3 separate regions of the Mus musculus genome follow, and all the other regions are linked to region 1. The links are chromatin contacts, called in public promoter capture Hi-C maps. All regions are on one chromosome and are shown on one strand. The core of a region is the stretch at or near the end of the contact, and the rest is flanking DNA. Distances in the headings are between cores, read along the strand shown. Region 1 has its middle 16 kb from the start of 4933407G14Rik. Region 2 overlaps Bcr (BCR activator of RhoGEF and GTPase). Region 3 holds the start of Rsph14 (radial spoke head homolog 14 (Chlamydomonas)).

What was found. Promoter capture Hi-C pulls out the DNA fragments that hold promoters and counts their contacts. Capture Hi-C pulls out chosen DNA fragments and counts their contacts.
Region 2: a promoter capture Hi-C map of adipose tissue shows a contact between it and region 1. The contact joins two enhancer-like sites.
Region 3: a contact with region 1 is called in a promoter capture Hi-C map of the HPC-7 cell line, with 2.1 times the contacts expected there. The contact joins the promoter of Rsph14 here to the enhancer-like site in region 1. A contact is called at or near these places in 7 of 39 promoter capture datasets (the C10 cell line, the HPC-7 cell line, cranial neural crest and 3 more), 3 of 115 datasets of contacts at active chromatin or transcription factors (astrocytes, double positive thymocytes and pancreatic cancer cells) and 3 of 9 other capture datasets (adipose tissue, embryonic stem cells and liver).

Annotation. Positions count from the first base shown.
Region 1 is chr10:75,464,334-75,467,549 of GRCm38.p6, forward strand. No RefSeq gene overlaps it. Among named protein-coding and RNA genes, the nearest start is that of 4933407G14Rik, 16 kb to the left of the region's middle. Within about 2 kb of position 1,563, at least 55 of the 459 cell types and tissues checked have an H3K27ac peak or open chromatin away from gene starts, as enhancers often do. A contact at or near this core is called in adipose tissue, where this site is marked.
Region 2 is chr10:75,158,607-75,161,880 of GRCm38.p6, forward strand. It overlaps Bcr (BCR activator of RhoGEF and GTPase), which reads left to right. Exons shown (of 23, transcript NM_001081412.2): 13 at 1,180-1,284; 14 at 1,724-1,798. Among named protein-coding and RNA genes, the nearest start is that of Specc1l, 52 kb to the right of the region's middle. Within about 2 kb of position 1,730, at least 7 of the 459 cell types and tissues checked have an H3K27ac peak or open chromatin away from gene starts, as enhancers often do. A contact at or near this core is called in adipose tissue, where this site is marked.
Region 3 is chr10:75,031,238-75,034,313 of GRCm38.p6, forward strand. It overlaps Rsph14 (radial spoke head homolog 14 (Chlamydomonas)), which reads right to left and starts at 1,316. Exons shown (of 7, transcript NM_001163535.1): 1 at 1,267-1,316; 2 at 1-121. The coding sequence starts at 75. It overlaps Gm40692 (a long non-coding RNA gene), which reads left to right. Exons shown (of 4, transcript XR_003948909.1): 4 at 3,076.

The DNA of each region.
Region 1 (3,216 bases), core at 313-2,812:
AGTTAAGACTGCTGTAGAGGGTAGACTATTACAGAATATGGGTACACAATTATAGACTTTTAACAAAAGCCCTAATTAGGAACAGCTTTTGAGAGTCTAATCTGCTTTGGTACATCAAACTGCTTCTAAAGCTCTCGAAGATCAATTAATGTCCATTCTTGATCTGTAAAAGCCATCAAGACAGTGTGTGTACTAACCACGGGGAGCAAGAGTTCCTGGAAGCAACTAGGAGAGACGCTCTCACCCATAACTTATGATTCAAAAATAATTAGATCACACGAGCCTCCAGTGGCCCTCTAGGATGAGTGCCCTGGCATCGGTAGCCAGTTGTGAGTTGCTAGAAGGAGCTGACGATATTATATTTGAGCAACCAATCACCATATTTTGTACAATATTATGTCTTAAATCCTGACGGAGCAGAAGGACAGATACCGGCTGACTGCTAGGAGGTTAGGCAAATATTCCCAACATACAATATGATAATCCCAACGTAACTCTTTGGACAGCAATGGCTTTAAATCCCCTCTACTCTGATGCTTGCAAGCTCCAAGTCTCTGACCCCCACTTCAGAATTGTGTGCAAGTATTTAATGTTGTCTCCCCCTACCCCCAACCCCATCCCCACAGCAAATCAGATCCGACAAACCATCTGGAAATGGCTTTCCAGACCTCAGAAGACAAATACGGGCTTGCAATAATGACCCAACCTTCCACATAGATGATAGTAGATATATTTGCTTGAGACCAAATCAATAGCTCTAAACTCTGGAGCCTTTGAAAGAGAAATAAGTTGTCATTTATACTGACTCAAAATATCATTTATGAATATCCATACTATGGAGCCACATGAAGAAAGAGAGGGCTTCAATCTCTAAATAATTAAGGCATTAAAATAGTTAGGAGGTATGTAAACTCTTGGAGGCTGTCCTTATACATGAAGAGGTGGCTATTACGCATTGCTCCAGACATCATAAATAAAACCACAATATCAGATAAGCCAGTATGTTGGCCGCAGGTAAGACATAGTTGATCTCTTGATACTTGGAATTAACTCTTCTCTAACCTGAATATTGAGAAGTTGGACCTAAGAGAGGGATTTTAAAGAATAGGACCCTCTCTCTCAATGGGAAGTAAATTCTCATGGAACTGTCTGGGTACCCCAAAAACCTTGTGTTTCCAATAGCTAACTATATTCATTAACACTCTCACAGTAGGTAAGGTATATTAACTGATTTGTTAAATCATACCATAGGAAGCCAGACAATAAAGAGATGACTGGGAGTCACAGGCAGAAGCTTTCAACTCAGCAGCTTCTTGCCCAAAGCATCATTCTCTAATCCAACCAGGCCACCCACATTCCTAGGGAATCGGCCATCAGCTGGCAGAGGGGTCGTTTGCTCCACCCCGTTAAACATTGTGGAGAGGCAGGAAGCTCTTCAAACGCTGGACTCAGGCAAATTTCATTTCTCCTTCATGTTTGGCAGCAGTGAGCAGAGGGAGTTAGCAGGCTGGAGCTACTTACTGCAAGCGCAGACTCCCTCTAATGTTACAGTTCTTGTGCCTTGGGCCCTAGGCTAGGGCTTGTATTACAAGCTGTCGGTCTGGGTTTTGAAACCGTTGGCTCTGGAAACATAAGAGCTCCCTGGAACTCTTCCAGTGACAAATGCCTACAGTTTCTCTTCCATGGCTCCTTATGACTTTTTACCCTTGCATGGTCTCACTTCTCTGCCTTCTCTTCCCAATTCTTTACTGTTGGCCTTCTTCTCCCTGGGCTGGCTGCTTTAAAACGGTGGCTCTGTTTCTTCAGCTGTCAGGCATCTGGCCAGATGACAGCTCCCATAGTCAGGACTCTACAGGGAGCTGGCCAGGATTGATTGGGTGCAACATGACTGCCACCACCAGAAGTCTGTCTCTCTTCTGCCACAAGCCATCTGTCTCTGTTGCTACTTTCTCCATGTCACCAGCTCAACCCACACCACTGAAAACAGACAAGAAATGATCTCTGGGGAGAAGCCTGTCATGGGGTAACACAAGAGGATCTCCCTACTGACTCACTGAGCTAGCCTAAGCAGACTAATTGTAGCTTAGGAAGGGGTGTCTGGATCAACACACTCATTTCCTGTGCTTGTCAACCTTCCTGATGCTGCGGACCTTTAACACAGTTCCTCGTGTTGGGGTGACCTCCCCACCCACCATAAAATGATTTCATTCCTACTTCATAACTGTTCATTTTTGTTGCTGTTCTGAATCATAATGTAAATATCTGACATATAGAATATCTAATGTGTGACCCTTCAAAGGGGTCACAACCCACAGGTTGAGAACCATTGGCAATCACAGTCTTGTCTCTTAGTACCAATCAGTCACTGAGACTTGTTGTGTTTTGAACCAATTGGGGCCTTGATTCTTAGTGCCAACCAGAGTCATCAAGACTTGCGTTTGGACCAATCACAGTGTTAGCACCACCCAGAACATCTCTGTTAGACCACAGGATGTGCTCTCCCTCTGGTCAAAATGGAAATGGTTGCAGGATCCTCTGAAGTTCATTGAGTACAAAACATTTCTGTTGGTACTGCACTTTCAAGAGCTGGATTAATCAGCTGCGGTTTTCTTGTCTTTTAGTGTGTGTGTGTGTGTGTGTGTGTGTGTGTGTCCCCTGATTCATCAATCTCCATCTTCTTCCTATGAGAGAGAGTCTCTCTCGTGGAACCTGAAGCTAGGCTGTATGGGAAATGTAAATGAGATATACTGCCTTTTCTATCAAAAAAAAATGGTAAAAATAAGATAAGGCAAGCACCATTTTAAAAGAAAATGACTTTGATGGCTAGTTTTTGTTGTCAACTTGTCTACACCCAGAATCAACTAGAACCCCAAAATGGAGGGACATGCCTATGAGGGATTTTTGCCTTACTTGATCTTTAAAGTGGGAAGGTACACCTCTTATCTGGGCCGCACCTTCTGCCCAAAGCCTGTATAAGGACAGGGGAGAGGGACGCTTTTGCTTTTTCTGTGCATGCTCTCAAGCTACCAAGTCCATTTACTAGCCTGAGAGCCTGCTTCTTCTGGATTTGGGGGAATACTGAAGACCATTTGAGATATCCAGTTTCATGGAATGAACAACTACTGGATTCCTGGATCTTCTTCTGTTCGTAGGCAGCCATCTTTGGATCAGCTGGACCATAGCCTGTGAGTCATTCTAATAAATCTCCTTTCTACG
Region 2 (3,274 bases), core at 480-2,979, 310 kb before region 1:
CTCTGCTCTTCTTTGGGGAGGGGCTTTAGACCCAGGGCAGATGTGTGGAGCCCCACCTAAATCTGCAAGCACAGAAAGCTCTCCAGCCCCTGTGTGCTCTCCCACCCATCTGCCCTTTGACCTGAGATTCCTTCCCTAGACTGACCCAAATCCCTCATTCTTGCCAGCTGTTCTTCCCACAGGCTCACACACCTTCTGCCCTCTCACCTGTCCCAGCCAGGCCTTTATGGCATAATCTTCAGTCAGTCTCCTTGGGCCTCCTCTGTTCACCGGCTACTCCCCTGGGGGCTCCATTGCCCTGCCTCTGGAGGCAGTGATGCAGGAAGAGCCTTTGGCTGGACCCACCTAAGGAACCATACTGTGTTGGTCCACTGTCCTCTGCCTAGCTTACCCTAAGACACTTAGACCTCACTGGAATGGCCCCTTCCCTCTCTAGGCAATTCCTCCTCTTGGTGACTTTACCTTTTCTGGAATTGCTATCTGCTCTTTGGGTCCTGGGACAGTGTTGGGAATAGAGTGGTAGATCTCACCCCAAAGCCTGGGGCTGCAGCTGCTCCCCATTAACCAAGAACTGTGTCTTTAAAGGCCTGCTTGTTCCATAGTGCGAGGGCAGCTCCTGCTGAAGTTGGAGTTGGGGTTCAGTTTCTGCAGAGGCAGCTGTGGGCTCTGCATGCCTCTGACCATCCTGGACTCTCGTCTCTAAGGCTCATCATTTATGCCTTCCTTTCAGTGTTTCTGTGGCCTGGAAGAGACCAAGGGGCTTCTGCCAGGGCTTGTGTCTCAGAGATTCTTGGCTTAACGTGGGGATCCAAACCATTTCCAGTTTGGCAGCATCTGTCCCTGCTCAGAGGTGCACCCAGACAGAGAGACACAAACCCACCTTAGCAGAGTAGAGGACAGAGCTACTTGATGTCTGTCTGGGGAGATCTACCAAGGTGATGTATCCAGGCCGACGTGTCCAGCACTCCAGTGGCAGGTTAATGCTTGTGAACATGAGTTTGTAAGCAGTATTGGCAATTCTCTCAGGAGCCCTCAGACCTGGGCTCTCCAGGGCCTCATCTTGCTCTGGGGCTAGACCTGCATTTCAACTGGGAGCCATCAAGTGGGGCCCTACTAATCCTCCTATACAAGAGTGCCAACCCAAACTGACCTGTCTCCATACCTGCTCTGCCTCCTCAGGTTTCAAAAGTTTCTCTCTGACATCTGTGGAGCTACAAATGCTGACCAACTCATGTGTAAAACTTCAGACGGTTCACCACATTCCACTGACCATCAACAAAGAAGGTAGGGCTGGGCTCCTGGATATCCGGCTGATCTGTTTGGAGCAGTTTCTCCCCTTGAAGCTATTGCTGGGCAGTTGATGTGACTGACTATATAGCTTTTGTCCCCATAAAGGCTTGTGGCATACGGTGGATGTAAACGTGGGCTCACACTGAGTCATGCAAGGTTTTGTATTCAGTGCCGCACAGGGGTCTGTGCTTAGAGACAAGCTTCCTCTGCCCACACCCATGTCACCCCGACCCCTCTCCTTGCTTTGGAGCTGTGTTTTGGTCACTCCTTTGCCTGTGCTTTGATGCCAACTAGACCCTCAGATTCTATACGCAGAATCCACAGTGGGCACATACTCAGACAGTGATACTACTGTGCCCAGTGCTGGATCAGCCTTACCCTCCCCTCCCGTCCTGGTGAGGTGGAAGGTTAACCTCTTTGTTCTCTTACACAGATGACGAGTCTCCTGGACTCTACGGCTTCCTGCATGTCATCGTCCACTCAGCCACCGGCTTTAAGCAGAGCTCAAGTAAGTAGCTCAAGGAGGGGATGTGATGGACCCTGTGAGTAAACTTTAACTAAGAAGAATTGTCCCCTAAGAAGGCCAGGAGGCCTGGGCTACCCAAGGGAAGCCAGTCAGATATCCACCTGTCCACTGGGGGATGCCATTCTTTGAGGGGCCATGCTGGTTGAAGCCTGCTGGGAATGGGATTGTTTTCCTCTGCTTCTCCGCCCCCATCCCACCCCTCCCCCACAGATATCTGTCTCAGATCCTGCAGGCATGAGCTGCCCCCTGCTGGCAGGTCTTTTAATTATTAGGTCTGGAATTTGAACCCAAAGCCTGAGAGCAGGAGGCAAGATGCCAGGAAGCCTAACCTCCTGTGTAGCGGCCCCACAAAGCCACCGGCAGGAGGAGACTTAGCTGTTGTGTTGAGTGGACAAGAGTACACCCTTCTCTCTCCCAGCTAGCTGCTCTCCCTGTCTGAGGGTGGCACGCTGCAGCTGTACTGATCTCCTAGCCTAGCTCCCGTCCCCAGCTCTTAGGCCCATGGTATGAGACTGAAGGGCAAGTGCAGTTTTGACCCTTGCCACAGTTGCCGCAGAACAAGAGCCTCGACAAATTCTGGAATGGATCTGATAAGGAATGGATCTTTCTAGAATATACGGGAAAACTCTTAAAGCCAAGCACTTAGGAAAATGCCGTTAAGTTTTTTTATTTTGTAACAAGGAGTGGGTTGATGAGGTAGCTCAATGGGTAGAAAAGCTGTCCATGCCTGAGCACCTAAGTTTGGTCTCTGGAACCCATGATAAAAGGGAGAATCTACCCCTAGAAGCCATCTTCTGACTTCCATACATGAGCACACAAAGGCACCAGCTCACATGTTATACACACATGCAGCCACCATGTGCCAGAGTGAAGGCACCACAGCAGGTGGCTGTAATGGTCATGATGCCCTCTTCTGGTGTGTCTAAAGACAGCAACAATATACTCATATACATAAAATAAATAAATCTAAAATCTCTCTTTTAAAAAATAAAGGAATGAACTGGCTATTGATAGATGAAAAAACTAGATGAACACACCAAAAGGAAATTATACAAAAAAATCTAGATATTATATCATTCTGTGTATGTTAAATTTGTAGAAAATGCAAAGGTTGAAGTCAGACAATTGAGTGTCAGATTAAAGGAAAGGGTGCTTATGTTTAGACTCAAGGAGGCAGAAAATTATTTGCAATAATTTTCTGAAACTATTGCATTATTTGTATAATTTTTTTTAACTTATCAGAAATTACCAAAGCTGGACATGGTGGTGCACACCCACAGTCCCATCACTCAGGAGGCTGAAGAACCATGAATTCTCAGACATTCTGGGTTGCATTGTGACATCCTGTGTCAAAAAAAGCAAAATACAGCCATCAAGCCATATAGTTGCTATAGATGAACTGCTGGAGTACAGATGTACTCTGAAGCTGTAACAGGCTAATTCATGTCAAACTCTTTT
Region 3 (3,076 bases), core at 66-2,565, 430 kb before region 1:
GCAGCCATAAGCAATGGCGGCTTTTGTGGGGTCGATGTCAGGAGGCATATACATGGAGATGCGGGCATGAGCCATCTTTTCACACCTGCCAAAGGGCTTTGAAAATGAACCTCTGTAGAAACTGCTAATAAAAGAACAACAACAACAAACACACACAGAAGAAAAACTGTCATTATTACTATTATCAGGTAGAAGCTTATCCATCTCAGCCTCAAAACTGTCTGTGAAGACAAACAGGGTGGATACTTTCATCTGGATTTACTGATGAGCAAACAGGGGCTGACCAGATTTCTCAAGGTCACGGCACGGGTGTGGCCCAATGACAGAAGAAAATGCTTGGGATACTTGGTAGATTGGTTCCTTAGTCACAGTACCAAAGACGAGGGGGGGTTGCGGGGGGGGGGGGGATAGGCCAGCCAAGTAAAAACCAACATGTGTTCTCCTTTGATGCTCCTGCTTAGCTGGTGACAGCAATAATTTGTGACTGCCAGTTAGATAGATACTAAACTGCTTAAAAAGAGCTGTCCATGTAAGGAAATAGATTTTTGGCTAGGGAGTTGGTAAAGCTAGAAACTATCAAATAGATGCCCTGTTCCTTCCTGTTGGGGACATGCTTAGAACACTTTTGCAAGAAGGGTTAAAGAAGGATTTCTTGTCCCCCACACATACACTCTTTGAACAACCATAGGCAATGTGGCTTCAGGGTTAAGACTGGGATATAGTCCAGGTCCACGGGCTATCCTTGACAAGTCACTCCCTCTTCTATATGCATCATCTCTGCAGCTGAAGAGTTAGGTATTTCCTTTCTGCCCTTCCAGCACAGCCATATAACTGATACCCATGAGCCTGGCTGGACAGAACTTAGAATATATTGATTGTGGTTATTATCCTGATCACTATTGCAGAACCTGGCAGGACTCAAACTCTGAAGTTAAAAAACAACAACAACAACAACAACAACAACAAAAAAAAAAAAACCAACAAAAAAAAAAAAAAAAGAAAACAAAACAAAAAACCAAGGCAGGCCACCAGCCAAGACAAGGAGGAAAAGCCCCAGACTGGGAAGGTAACAGCCATCTCTAAAATGGGGTTCACTCCAGGGGATCTTAGTCTCTGGGACATGGGCTGCCCTCCTATAAATGGCACACACTACAGGAATCCTGCTACCAGCAGGAAAGGCGAGACCCAGGCTGTGAGGGCACCAGCCCCGTGTGAATGGAACTGGGTGGGTCAGGAAGCCCCCTATGCCCTGTGCCAGGCACCCACCTCACAGCTGCCTCACTTGCCTCAGTGCGTGAAGTCTCCTGGTGTCTGCCAGCCAGAGCGCTTGGCCCATTACCAGGCGACCTGGTTGCTAGGAGACTGCCAGCGTCTGCAGCTTCTCGGTCAATACTCTGGGGAGCCAAGGCGCAGGCGCAAAAAGACTAAGGCTAAGCCCAGTGAAGAAGGGAAAAACAACATAATTTTACAATGTTACTATGAAGAACAAAGACAAGTCTCCTTAGTGGTACAGATTTCCTGTGACCTTTGCATGCTTTGGGCCATCCGGGTGAAGGAGTAACTTTATACAGTTCAAGGCTAAGAATCTCAAGGAAATTCAGTTGCTCTCTCCGAGTCACGTAGACCTGACCCCAGAACTGCCCGGTCAGGGCCCATATTTCTGCAAGCTGATCCACCCAGTACATACTGGCTGAAGTGGTTTTCTAGGCCCCCAACACCACCTGCCTAACATCTCCTTTGGCTCCCCAAAGACTGTCTCCTCACCGAGTCTGGGTGGTGGTGCATGCCTTTATTACCGGCTACATGGGAGGTAGACACAGACAATATAGCAAGACCCCATTACACTCTCCATACACATAGGAGGGCCCCACCTAACCCCCCTCCCATATACATACAACATACCAAAACCCTGCCTAGTGTACTACACATGATATAGCAAGCCCTGACTAACTTCCCTAACATATACACATACGCCATATGGAGACTTTACATAAACCTGCATGTGCGCACATGCGTGCACGCGCACACACACACACCCTAAGACCTTGCACAAACTCAAACACACACAGAATGTAACAAGACATCTGTCTGACATCCCCCATAGACACAACTCAGTAAGAGCCGCCTAACCCCCTTAACATAGCAAGACCTTGCCTGTGTCTGTTTCATTTACTGCCTCTCTGTACCAAGCATATGCCAAGAAGCGTTTGATAAATGCAAAATGAATGACTTATGGGCTTGAGTTAAGAGTTACAATTTAAAAGCATTTTTTCTGCAATTCACACATTACCAAATGTATTAGTTACTCTTTCCTCGACGTGAGAGAATGCCTGGGAGAAGCAACTTACGTGAGAAAAGCTTTTAGTTTGGCTTGGAATTTCAGGAGGTCTGACCCACCGGTGCTTGGCAGACTATGGCAGTGGGAAAATATGAACTATGAACCAGGGATGGAGAGGAGAGGAGAGGAGAGGAGAGGAGAGGAGAGAGGATAGCTATTTCTAAGGACTTCCCCTCAGTGACTTGGCCCCTCCCACAGTCTGACGCTTCCACCATCGGGGGAGCAAGTATTCAAAGCATTGTAGTTTCCCTTGTTCTTAGTCGGGTCAAAGGTCACTAGGAGAGAGGTCACCCATTGGGCACATGAGACAGTTTTTTTGTTAGTATGACGAAAAACCAGACAAAAGGCAAATTGAGGGGAGAAGGATTTATTTCAGCTCACATATTGAGGGTATGGTCCATCATGGCAGCAAGGCAGGACAGCAGAAGTGACTCTGAGATCTGACACTTCACCTTCTGGTAACCCGATGGAACTAGGCGCAGGTAAAGGCGAACGCTGGGGCCCAACTGGTGCTCAACTTATATTCAGGGTAAGTACTTCTCAGTTAAAGCTCTCTGGAAACATCCTTACAGACACTCGCAGAGGTGTTCACCTGAGGGTAACTCTAAATCCTGCCAACAGTGATGCTCAAATATGGCAGACTGAATAATAGTTTCCCATCAGTTGGACCTTCCAGCAGTGTCGGCCCTATTTCCCATGCTGCACTGCTGGCGTTTCTCTTTCTCTTCCGGTCCCAGG